Regions from separate parts of the Oryctolagus cuniculus genome. Here region 2 is linked to region 1. A link is a contact called in public Hi-C data. All regions are on one chromosome and are shown on one strand. Each heading gives the region's core, a stretch centred on a gene start, on an enhancer-like site or on the middle of the called end of the contact. The rest is flanking DNA. Distances are from core to core; before and after follow the strand shown.

Region 1 (6,571 bases), core at 2,819-5,318:
ACATAATTTTATACACATACTTGTACCTATACTTATGCATAAATAATGTCTACTTTTATTTATATATTTAACACTTTCTAATATATGGTTAACAGATGGCAACATTTGCAGTAAGATAAATATTGTTCAACGATCCATACTTCTGTATACAAAGTGTAATGCATCGTTCAAACAAAATAAAACTTCCTTGAAAGTGTGAAAAAAGGAACCATCAACAAAATACCCTTTGTTCTCTTTGGTCTCAAAACATCTGGATAAAAGGAAAGCCAGGCCTCCGAGGTTGGCAGAACCAGAGGGGAACTGGATCCAGAGAACCAACCTTTCAACGTCAATGCCAAGATCTGAAAAAGTCTGAGTTACCTGAATAATGTGAAGTATGAGAAGTTTCTGCTGAAAAAATCAATAATTTAGAAAATGCACAAACTCCATTCCATTTAAATGTGTGTATGGAGTAGGCAAGGAGGCCCCTAAAGAATCAGCTTTCTTAAGGGAAACTTACTGAGTACAGTTTATCTAAGGGCATACATATGTGAAGGCTTCAAGAGAAAGAAAATAAACACTGGTTGCGTTAACACACAGTGCTCTCTTTCGCTTTATCCAAAACTCCTATTCAGAACCTGTAGGCTGATTTTCTGACAGCTCCCTCCCAATATTTTAGCTCCCTCCCAATATTTTCCCTCCCTCCCTAAGTGAGCCTGCCTATTTCCTCGAGTCTAGGATGACAGCAAAATCCACAGCTTACTGGAGACCCAGCAAAGGAATCAGAATCACAGCCACGCAACTCAGCTGCAATCCACCCAGTAATGCTAATACGCAAGAGCTTTGCAAGAGCGGCGAGACGGAAAGCCAGCTTGGAAATCTTTGATGGATAAACCCACGTGGCCATCGTCCTTCTGCCCTCTGACTGCCTGCCTGAGACGCTGGGTGTTTCCTCTTCGCTTCTTCAACGCGCCAAAAATACAATCGGGTCTTTCCACCGGTCTGCAGCTCCCCAAACACAGAGAGGGCACAGGTGCAGACCCTCTGGGAGGGCGGGAATAAGGGAGCAGCAAGGTCAGCTTTAGAATACACTCCACACACATAGCCAGCTCCAGACCACCCCCGCCGGCAACAGAGCACTGCCATGAGACATCATCTCGCAAGCATGTGGCTCACCAGCCCCTGCAAGAGCCATCTGGAAAACCACAACGAGGTTTCTTCACATGTCCCACGCCCGCGTCTCCCTCCCGAACATCACGCAGGCAGCGGCCCCATCAGGGTCGGGAAACAAGGGCCTCTGCTGCTCCTGAACCGTCCAGTCTTCTTGCCTGCAACCCAAGCGCCAGCTACACTGGACTTTGGGAACAGCCTGCCCCCTTCTGGTCTCCTTGAGCTCCTTGGAAGGGCAGGGGCTGGGTGGGCGCAATGGGAGGAGGGCAGAGCCCTGGCTGCAGCCAGTAGGTGTGTGCTGTGATTTCAAGACTTAAGCCAGCCACGGGGGTGGATGTAAGGGAGGAAGAAAGACAGGCAAGAGACGTGCAAATAAAATACAAACCCAGGAGCATGGTAGACAACGACCAGGAAGGGAAGAGCACTGAAAACAGAACCAAATGACTTAGGTGTCCAAGTCGGAAGGGGAAGAAATCGAGACGCGGGGAGACGTGGGTGGGAGGAAAGTACGTGCGCTTACAGGTGGAAGCAGAAGCCTCAGAAAAGCAAAGCAGCTCCAGGGCTGGACCAGAATTCCAAACGGAATCAGAAATGAAAATGGCACTGCCCGCCCCAACCCTGGCAACTGTGAGCCCCTCTGCGGCTGAGCCGGGGTGAGAGGGAGAAGAAGACAGCCCAAAAGGAAACTGTGGATGGATGCGCTACAGGCAGGAACCCCTGAAGACAGTCAGCCCAGACCCCTTCTCTCCGTTCGCTTGTTTCAACAGGTGGCCTGCTCAACCTAAAAGGGCCCAGGAACCCCATCTGAACTAGCCCCTGATGCCCCCATGTCGATCCTCTGTGTTTCTACCCGGGGCTGGCAGTACCTGCCCCTGACGCCTCCACCCCACCTCCTTGTAGGGCTCCTGAGTTCAGCGGGAACTTGTAGTTACGTTTCTGCCAGTTCACATCACGATCAACTCCAGGAGTCAGAAGGCATTCGCTCACAACACCCTTCCCTGACAATGTCCTGGGGCTCCCTGCACCCCACAGAGCAGTGGGAAATGCCATCACATCCCGCCCCAGGGCTGGCTCCAGGCACAGAGAGCCACACGCTGGCACAGAGGGTCACGCAAACTCTGAAGAAGTTGAGCAGCTCAGAAAGTGTCACGCTGTGCACGGAGGCGGTCTTCAGTGAGGGCTCCCAACGTGACACACGGCAGGGACAAGCGCTTGGTCCCTAAGGAAGCTGAAGTCTCACAGGCACACACACCGCCCCGTGTCTGATATCCTTCAGATTCCAGGCAAATCCCTGCAGGCAGGCAAGTGGCATGCTCCAGACAGACACCCAGCACATCAGCTGTGCCTGAAGACAGAGGCTCACACCCACCTGCCTGAGCTGAGTGAGACCCTGGCCCGCTGCCTGCTCTCAGGAAGGAGGTGTGAAGGGCATCCCTGGAGAAGTTGGAGACAGGGAGGAAGGCCAAGAAGCGGAAGGACCCCAGACGGGCTTCGCCAGACAGGTTCAAAGCTAAACCGTTCACATACCAGAAGGGCGGGATGGAGGGACACAACACACACAGGACAGAGAGAGGGAAGTGGCTCGCAGAAGTGAAGGGCCATGTCCCAGAATTGGAAACGAAGAGGAGGTAAAAAGAAAGAGACAGAGACAGAGCGAGCGAGCGAGCGAGCGAGAGATGGGAGAACATGGTTGGAGATAGAAGGTTCAGCTGGCCACCAAGGGGACACACGACACCCAGAGTGAGCCCAGGTATCCCCGACTGAGTCTTGATTCAGGGGCGTGCACCCCAGCCTCCACACCAGGCCAGAGCGAGCAGGGGACTCAGCTGTCTGCACCCAACTCGGCAAAGAGATGCAGCTGCGGGAGCCACCCCTGAGCAGCGGCTGAGGCTCCGGGCGCGATGCACACACCAGGCAGCGAGCGTCGCACCAGCAGCCCCACGCGTGCTACACAGGTCAGGGCAACCGCCAGGCACCCGGAGAACAGAAACCCCAGCTGGCTCCGGTCACCTCCCAGGGCGCGTCCCCTGGAAATAACTTCCCCAGACCCCCAGCAGCAGTCCTCAACCGGCAGGGGCCCCAGGGGATATGAGGAGAGCCGGCACCAGGGTCCAAGGGCTGCCCTCCCGCCTCCCCGCGAGGTGCCAGCCCAGAGGGGGATCTTACCAGTGCCCGGGAGGGCAGTGCCCCGCGGCGGGCCGGAGGCTGCGCCCGCGGATCTCCGGGGCCGCCTCCCCGCGCCCGCGGCCCCCGTCCTCCTCCTCCGCCGCCGCCGCCGCCACCTCCTCGGGCTGCAGCCGGCTCGGCGGGCAGGTCCCGGCGCTCCCGGTGCGGGGCCGGGGCCGGGGGCGGCTGCTCGGCGCCGCCGGCTGCTGCGCCCGCACGGCGCTCGCCGGCCCCGGAGTCGAGGCTGCTGAAATTCCACACGATCAGCGTCTGCAGCAGCAGCACCGTGAGCGCCGCGAGCAGCGCCGAGTGAGAGCGCCGGGCCAGCCTCCGGGCGCACGGCGCCGCCACCATCTTCGGAGCACGGCGGGCGAGCGGGGCGCGGGGACCCCCGGCGCGCTCCGGGCTGCCCCCGCACTGCCCGCGGCTCCCGCTGCCGCCGGCTGCTGCTCGGGCTCCCACTCGAGCCGCCGCCGCCTCGGCTCGCCGCGCTCCTCCTCCTCCGCCGCCGCCGCCGCCGCCACCGCCGCCTCCACCGCCGCGGCGCGGAGTTTTCAGACGGGCAGGGACCCGGACGTCACCAGGAGGAGGGGAAGGCTGGGAGGCGGGAGCCGGAGGCCGCGGTGGGGGCGGCGGGAGCGCGCGCGCGCGCGCGTGCGGGGCCGGGGCTCCAGAGGAGGGGGCGCGTAGCCCGCGCGGCTCCCCTCTCCCCTACACTCTGGTCCCAGCCAGGAGGGGCGGGCGATGGGGCAGGGCAGGGGCCGGGTGCCCCTGGGCTGGGGCAGAGAGAGGCGGGGCTGGGGGCGGAGCCGAGGTGCGGAAGGGAGGAGGGAAAGGGGAGGGCGGCGACTGGGGCAGTTGAACACCTCCAGCACCGGAGTGGGAACGCGGAGGAGGGCCGGCGGCGGCGAGGACAGTGGGGCAGCTCGGGAGCGGGTGGGCTCGCTCCACATCCAGGGCGTCTGGAAGCGGCGGGTCCGGAGAGCTGCCTTCCCGAGTGGCGAGCAGGCGGGAGGCGGGTGAACAGAGCGGGGCTTTTTGCCCGGAGTTTGCCGTCCCGGCGGCGAGTGGAGGCGAGAGGCCAGGACCCCAGCCACCCGGGGTCCCAGCTGGACCCCTGGATCCCAGCTGTTAGGGTGGGAAGAGGCTTTGCCTAGCGCCTGGGATTGATGCGCGCCAGCGCGTGAGTGACTCCTGAATCACACGCCCACCCCTGGCGGAGTACTCGGCGCTCACTGAGTCACTGCGCTGGTCCCTGCGGACTCACGAGGCAACAGACTCCATGCCCGGCAAAGTGCTTTAGTGTGAAAAAGGAGACCCGTGGGCTTTCCTTCGCAGGCTGAAAGCCCCGGAGTTCGTGCCCCGCACTGCACCCACCCGGAAGCCCGCCTTCTGCCTACACATGGCTCACTCCTGGGGAATGGGTCTTGTCCTTTCCAGTCCTGGCCCCTCTTTCCTGGTGACCTTGAGCGGGGAGGGCTCCTCCTAGCCTGAGCTGCCTCTTCCCAGCTCCAGCTGCATCCCCAGCAGGCCCTGAATCAATGCATCCGGTCTTTCCCGCCCCTGTTCTCCGGTCCAGGGTTTTGCATGCAGCCACGCGGGATGGGGTTGGCAACCTGTGCAGGACTTGCACGCCCTGTGGGAATGCAGCACATCAGGTCCACGGTGCTTTTTGACCTCATCCTGATTTTAAGGGAAGCCAGTGGAGTGCAAAGAGGATCCACTAGAGAGCGAGGTAGGGAGTGATGATCAGGTCATCGCCTCCACAAGCATCCATGAACACTAACCTGTGTCACACAGCCGGCCAGGCTCAGCGCTCCAGACGTGAGCCAGCACTGAGCTCCCCTCCCCCGAGCAACTGCACGCAGGTGTCAGTTACTGAACTTTAGTGGAACTGGGACAGGCGTCTGACCCGCTAGTTAAGACCCCATGCGGGATGCCTGAGTCCCATGTTGGAGTCCCTGGTTCAAGTCCCAGGTCCTCTTCTGATTCCAGCTTCCTTCTAACAGGCTCCTTTGGAGGTAGCAGAAGATGGCCCAAGTGGTTGGGCCCCTAGCACCCATGTAGGAGACCTGGATTGAGTTCCATCCTGGCTTTGGCCTGGCCCAGCCCTGGCTGTTAAAGGTGTTCAGAGTATAAAGCAGTGGATGGAAGATCTCTTTCTCTCCCCCTCTCCCTTTCAGATAGTAAACAAATAAAAACTTTTAAAGATTTATTTATTCATTCAAAATGCAGAGTTTGGGGGGGTGGAGACACAAGAGAGATCTTCCATCTGCTGGTTTACTCCCCAAATGGCCACAACAGCCAGGGCTAGGCCAAGCCAAAGCCAGGAACCAGGAGCTTCTTACAGGTCTCCCATATGGGTGCAGGTCCCAAGGAATTGGGCCATCCTCCACCACCTTCCCAGGCACATCAGCAAGGAGCTGGATTGGAAGTGGAACAGTCAGGACTCAAACCAGCACCCATACAGGATGCCAGCATTACTGGTGGTGGCTTAGCCCACGACACCACAACACCGGACCCAACAAAATCTTTTAAATGTAATGAGGCTGGCATCACTACAGGGACATGCCCAAAGTTCTTAAGGTTCACCAGAGAGAGGAAGGTACTGGAGTGACCCCCAGGAAAATGTTTTCTGGACCCATGCATCTTAGCCAACCGACTTCCCTGAACTAGGAGTGCCGGATGCAAACTCGATGGGATTCCTAGCTCCTGACCAGAGGGAGCCTTCGGAGTATCTACAGCCTGGCCCAGTAGGTTCAGCGCGTCTACTGAGGAATGGGATAGAGGCACACAGGCCAGCTCCCAGGGCCACCAGTCTCCTGCCACCTCTTTATCAGGTGGGAATCTTTGGATTGCAAGCAAGAAAACACCCCTCTTAAAAAGTAGACTTTACTGGATTGTACAACTGAACATTCCAGAGCAGACTTCAGGTGAGGTCCGATCCAGCTGCTCAGAACCACCACTTAGAACTCCCTTCCCTTCCGTATCTCCTCTCTTCCTTCCATGGGTCCTCTCCTCATGTCACAGATGTGTGCCCTCAGTAGCTGAGACTCCTTGCACCACATGCACATTTCTAATGCGGGGAAAGGAGAGTCAGTATTCCCCAGGATTCTCTGCTCAGGTCCACCCCTAAACCGATCACTGTGGCTAGAGAGAGAGAATGTGCTGATCAGCTTGGCCAACGGCCCGTTCTTCACCGCTGGCACTGGCAGGAAGCCAACTTCCCTGCAACCACTTGGGTGCTCCCTGGGGC
Region 2 (6,571 bases), core at 1,756-4,255, 280 kb before region 1:
GTGAAAAGATCCAACCTGATCTGAACACAAGACCTGCAGGGCCGGCGCTGCGGCTCACTAGGCTAATCCTCCACCTGCAGCGCCAGCACACCGGGTTCTAGTCCCGGTTGGGGCACTGGATTCTGTCCCAGTCGCTCCTCTTCCTCTCCAGCTCTCTGCTGTGGCCTGGGAGTGCAGTGGAGGATGGCCCAGGTCCTTGGACCCTGCACCCACATGGGAGACCAGGAGAAGCACCTGGCTCCTGGCTTCGGATCAGCATGGTGCACTGGCTGCAGCAGCCATTGGAGGGTGAACCGGCGGAAAAAGGAAGACCTTTCTCTCTGTCTCTCTCACTGTCCACTCTACCTGTCAAAACAAAACAAAACAAAAGACTGCAGAACAGCCTGTAGAATGTGGTGTGGGAAGCAGCCCAGAGTAGGGACTGGCTCTGTGTCTCCCAGCCGGTACCAGAGGTAGGCACTGGCTCCCGGAGGGCCGTGGCACCACAGTGTGTCTCTTATGCACGTGTATGTAGTAACTCTGAGCACGAAGACTCACAGAAAGCAGGGCGCACCACTCGCAGGGCCCTCCAGCACCCAGGCACCCTGGCTGTGTGAAGAAGGCACAAAGCGGTGCAGCCAAGCAAGACCTGTCTGCTGGCAGCGGGTGATGGGCGAGAGGGGCCAGGACCTGCCCCGTCTCCGCTATGCAGAAGCTGAACACAGAACCAGCTGTGCTTCTCTGGATCCCTCCCTTCCGGCACTCTTGTTGCCCCGACGCCTTCCCAATGCGGGATGCTGGGAACGGCTCCTGGCCCAAAGGAAGGGCTCAGTCCACACTTGGAAGAAGGGTGGACAGACTCCCTGAAGGCCAAGAATGTGGTTAAGGTCACAGGTTAAGGTCAAGGTTACACACAGGAGTTTTGTGAACATCACGACTCAGGATCTCGCACTGACACTGCTGGGCACACACAGACCGCGGAAGGCACTGGACTGAGCCCTCCTGGACTGCAGTCGGCCAGCCTCTGCGGAGCAGACGAGGTCACGAGGGGCTGTGGAATCGGCAGGTTGAGGGTGGTAGGGATTGAGGCGCTTGTAAACTAAGTTCAGAATGGACCATGCTGCTCTTCCCTAATGTCTTCCTCTGGTGAGTACCTTGTGCGCACAGCTTCCTCATGTGCACATTTAATTTAAATACCACTTCGCTGCATCGTACAAAACAGTATTTATGACACCCAATGGATCATCTTTTTATTCTACAAGGGTAAAATACACGAAACATAAAACTTACCACTTAAACCCTTTTGAAGTGCACAGCGCACTGGTATTGAGCACATTCACATTGTTGTGTAATCATTCATTTCCAGAATTCTTTTCATCTTGCGAACCTGAAACTCTACCCATGAAACAGTAACCCTTCGCTCTGTCCCTGAGAGTCTCGCTACTGTGTGTGTGCGCACTGCTCTATGTGCTGTATAGGAACGCACGTACCTGGGGCACATGGAGTGTCTGCCCTTCGTGCACGGCTGTCTTCCCTGAGTACAACGTCCCCAGGGGCATCCACGTTGCAGCAGGCATCAGAATTTCTTTCCTTTTCGCGACTGCATACCCTCCCACCTGGCTGTAACACTCAGGCTTTTCTTACACTGGATGCAAGAAAAGCAACAGTGACCACTGCGCTGTCTATTTCCAAAATAAGCTAGGCGACAAGGGGGCCATCATCCTGGCTTCTGGGACTTCTAGGCTTTCGGGACACAGAACTTTTGGTTCTAAAATCAGATGGTCCCCAGGCAGCCCAAGATGAGGTGGTGACACCGGACAGAAGGGTCCACAGGGAGTGCAGCCGCAGGATACGTGTCATGTCCCATGGGTGCTAAAAGCTGATCCTTCCGCGATGAGCCCAGCTGTACAGAAAGCCACCATGGTGGGAGGCCAACTGTCACCCTTTCCTGTGCTTTTAAAGCCATTGTTCTAGAAGCTCAGATTACAGCCAGACAGTGAAGCAAACACCAGCAGCAGCAACATCTAACACTCGCATGCCCACTACGTGGTGCCACACACTGTTTCAAGCACTCTGCATCTATCAGCCCACTGAATCCTGTGCAACCCCAGGAAGTACGTGCTGGGATATTTATATCTAATTTACAATGACAGAAATGGAACTATATTATACATATATATGATTCTTGACGCTGTGATAAATTCTGTTGTCCTGTGCCATCAGTACACGGAGGTCAGCGTCACAGGATGGCACAGCCAATCCCCTCGTGATGGGCTCGGAGGCTGCCTGCATTTTCTGCCTCTTACAGATGCTGCTCCCATGAATGTCCCTGCGTGAGCCTCCCCCCAGTTCCTAGAAGTGGAATTCTTCACTTGAAGGACAGACATTATAAAGGTGCCTCTGTGCCCTTGGAAAGACACACCATATGGAACAAGGCCTCCTCGAGAGCTGAGGGCACAGCCGGGGCTCGCGCCCTTGCCCAGGAACCAGGCTGTCTGGCTGCCAGGAATGTGGGGAAAGAGGAGATTGCAAAGGGGATGGAGGGGGGTGTGTTCTGGAAAGACCTGGCTCCTGGCTGTCAGGGTGGGCTTTCTTGGATAGGGTGGCCAGGCCTGGGCAGGGCCTTTTGTCTTTCCCAGAGTACCAGCCACCAATGGGACTCTGGAGGGGAAAGGGACCTCACCCAGATGTGCACATGACCTCTGTCAAACAACAAGGGGGTGGGTGGAGGGGCAGAATGACACACCCCCGCATCTGGGCCAGCTGGAGTCCATCTGTCAGCTAATAGGACCAGGACTGCACCTCGGACGTCACACATCTAACTCGGTTCTGCTCCCCCAGGATCTAGCACACAGCAGGCACTCACCACTCACTCCCTGACATGTGTAACAAGGGCCCACGTGGAGCTCTGGCTCACAAGGCTCATCTCTGCGTTGTGCCCCACAGGGAGGGCTCAGTCCACCCTGGCTTGAAGGATGAACAGACTCCCTGGAGGCCAGGAGCGCCCTCATTCACTTCAGTCTCTGCGCCTGCGCCCATCCCATTCTCTCTGCCAGGAACGCTCCTCCCAGGTCTTTCCAGGTGAACTGGGGGAGACTTGAGGGAGGCAAGGAACCCCAGGGTCAGAGTGCTCGTGAGACAACAACGGCGGCTGCAGAAGCATCTCCCTCTGCTGCCGACCCAGTGTCAAGTGCTTGTCCTCCTCTGACCCCTCGGGAGCCCTCCCAGCAGATGCTGGCTGCCAGGTGCGTGGGGCAGGGCTGGAAGAGCTTCGATGGCCTGTCTACAGTCTCCAAGTGCACCCGAGGGCCAGAGCCCGCGCACTTTCCAATCTCACTCTCCTCCTCGGGAGTAAGCTTCAGGAATGTGAAATTCCCTTTCTTTACAAACAGAGCCAGGAAACACACACAGTACACTGCCATCACCCTCTCAAGCCATTTCTCGTCAAAGGGACGGACGTCAGACGTACGCTGCCCATTGGGAGGTGACACGGGTGAGACCTCTGTGCAGGGTGCGTGCCCCGCTCCTGTGCCTTTTCCCACCTCTGCTCCATCTCAGGAGTGCATTCAGCGCCACGGCCCCCCCCTGGCTTACTGGGGGTGGGAGAGAGGGAGGGAGTGGACACATGGCCATTAGCCTTGGTGCTGCACAAAGCAAGTCCAGGATTGCAGAATGACACTGAAGAAAGATCAAGTTCAGGGCTCTCTGGAGAAAAGGCAAGAGCCAAAGAACTGGAAATACGGCAAATCCCTGGTGTGAGTGCCGTCCAAGCATACAGAGGGACTCATTCTTGCTGAGATAAGGAGAAAATGCATGGAAAATTCTAGTCATCACATTCCTTCCTGGACCCCCAGGCTTGACCACAGCCGCTGCTGGGCCCAGAGGAAAAGCGAACTGGAGAAAATGCTGCCCCAGCCGCAGGCTCTGTCTCATGTGCCCTCCAGGAAGCAGCTGCAGGATCCTCTGAGAACAGACGTCTGATCATGTCACCTCTTCCACCTAACGTCTTCAATGGCCCCTCGCCACCTGCAGGACCACTGCCTGACTCCTGAGCGAGGCACACAGGCTGCTAACAATTTGGCGCTGCCTGCTGCATCTCTGGGATTACTTGTACTTTTCTAAACACTGAGTGCTCCTGTGTCACTCTACGGTTTTGTAAGCTGTGACTGCTGTCCTGGGAGATCTGACTGCCCACTTTCTGGACAGGTCAGGCCATGGAGAAGCAGTGGATGAGGTGCAGGGGTCCCTGTCCTCCAGCAGGGCACAGTGAGACCAAAAGGAAGCCAAAACCAGTCAGGTCCACATGCTATACAGACAACAGACAAACTGGAGCACAGATCAGTTCCATGACAAAGACAAAGTGGTCTGAGGCCCCTGCAGGACAGGGGTCTCTGTACAGACCCACAACAAACTGGAGAACCACCTGGATGATAAAACCCATCCCTTTTAACTGGATTTGCTTTTTCATTACTGGCCCAAACGGTGCAGGTCTGAGAGACGCTGACTGCATTTGGAGGGACCGGCAAGCCATCTCTCCTCGCCTAAACGCTTTTGCAGAACATTTGTGAGAACACGTTTTTCATTTCAGACACACATAAGCCATTCTTAAGAGGCAGTTTATCTGACGTTCCATCAATGAGCACTCCGCGCACATCAGGCCTTTCACCAGACAGCTGTAATGGAAAGGTGAGTGACAAGAATTGGCACCAGGAGGCCACGTTGGGTCCTGGGTGAGGCAGCGTGAACAAGGAGCTGGCTCGACATTCAGCCTGGGGTGTGTGCGCCTGTGTCTTTGCATGTATGCACGCGAGTCTGACTGCACTTCCATTCTCTGAAACGTAGCCATCTTCCTATTCCACAAGACATCTCAAATGAGAACATTTGGTTACCCAAACTCTGCATTCCCATACGATGACTGATGACAGCCAGCTATCTGGTCTTTGAGTGCAAGGGGAGGTCCTCGGGGGAGGACGACAGAAGAAAGTCTCTGAAAAGCAGATGTGATTGAAGCGGGAAAAGCCAACACCTGGCTACAATGAAAGACGTTTTCCGACAGGTGTCTGCAGGAACTTCTGTGATCTCCGCCGTGGAACTGCTGTTTGATTTTGAGCAAATTTCTCAAGCTCACTGGGCCTGGAGTTTCCTAATTTGCCAAATGGGAGTAACACTGTTCTGAGTTGCCTGTGTGTCGTGCAAATGGCCCACAGCAGGTGCTCAGTCTCAGTATGAGAGAGCCACTGGGAAGAGTTTCCATATTCTTAGCTGCATAGGCAGCACGCAAGGCATCACCCATTCCTCTATGTAGCCTCCTGCCAAGGTATGACATTTTAGATCTCACACCAGTGTTCCCAGTTTGTTGTGGGTCTGTACAGAGACCCCTAAATGACCCCTAAACTATGCTGGGCTGTATACTGAAAGCTCAAGTTCCCCTCGTGTTTGTGGCTGAGAATATACTGTGTGTACTATTCACACTCCACTGGGTATGTACAAATAATGACCACGGCCATTACAATCTATCTGTTACGATTCCCCCACACCAGTGTCCCTAACATACCAACTGACGATGCGGTCAAAGTCACGGGGACCTGGGAACATGGGGAGGAGGACTGAGTTCCGGTCCTACCACTTACTGGCTAGTGACCTTGGGCAGGTCAGGTCAGCTACTTCCTGTTCAACTTGCTCATCTTTACACCCGTAAGAGATAACAATACCTACTTCATGGAGTGGCTTGCAAATTTAATGAAGCAAAAGGGAACTCTCTGCTGGCTGCAACTGGAAAATTCTAACTGAGGCAGAAATTAGGACCAGAAGTAGGGAAATGAATGTGGGGCGGGAAACAATGAAAGAGATCCACCACGGGTTCTGTGATCTTGCCCAGAGAGTGCTAGACTGTTGGCTGTTATCATTATTGCTGTTACTATTATTATTCCTACTTCGATGGACTGGAGGCTGTGCCGTACTAGCGACAGGATATAGCAACATCCTCCAGCTCCCAGAACTTCAGGGTTGGGTCAGTTTGAATCTCAGCTCCGGGATGGGACTGAGCTCTAAAGGTAACTGACTCTGTCACTGATCACCTCATTCTCCTTGGGCCGCCTGCCAGGTTCTCTAGCCTGTCTGCACTGGACGAGGTCAAATGCATTGCTACGCACACAGGAAGACACATAACCCTCTACGGAAAGTCAAACACGGTAACCACCTGTGGTACAGAACCACTGCTTGAGAGAGGCAGGTCCTGGAGGGTCAGGAGGTGCTGCACCCAGCATTTTCTTGCTCAGAGATTTCCAAGGCTGTCTGTTCATCTCAGAGGGCCGATGGAGGACTGTTGAAAACAGAAGACACAGCTTGGGTGGGCGCTGCTGCACAGAGGGGTCAAGTCACCGCTGGGACACTCCCAAGTCATATCAGAGTCATGGGCTTGAGTTCCATTTCCACTCCAATCCAGCTCCCTGCTAATGTGCAACCTGGAAAGCAGCAGGTGATGGCTCAAGTGCTTGGGTTTCTGCCACCCACACAGGAGACCCCGGTTGAGTTCCAGGCTCCTGGCTTTGGCTTGGTACAGCCATGGCTGTTGTTGCAGGCATTTTGGGGA

Evidence for each region. A called contact is a pair of places that touch in the nucleus more often than the background predicts.
Region 2: a Hi-C map of psoas muscle shows a contact between it and region 1, with 2.4 times the contacts expected there. The contact joins the enhancer-like site here to the promoter of XYLT1 in region 1. A contact is called at or near these places in 3 of 6 Hi-C or Micro-C datasets (ear pinna, psoas muscle and an unstated tissue).

The regions. Positions count from the first base shown.
Region 1 is chr19:20,234,864-20,241,434 of mOryCun1.1, reverse strand. It overlaps XYLT1 (xylosyltransferase 1), which reads right to left and starts at 4,068. Exons shown (of 12, transcript XM_070064777.1): 1 at 3,316-4,068. The coding sequence starts at 3,669.
Region 2 is chr19:20,514,350-20,520,920 of mOryCun1.1, reverse strand. The region is part of intron 5 of XYLT1 (xylosyltransferase 1); the gene reads right to left. Among named protein-coding and RNA genes, the nearest start is that of XYLT1, 280 kb to the right of the region's middle. Within about 2 kb of position 3,005, at least 1 of the 8 cell types and tissues checked has an H3K27ac peak or open chromatin away from gene starts, as enhancers often do.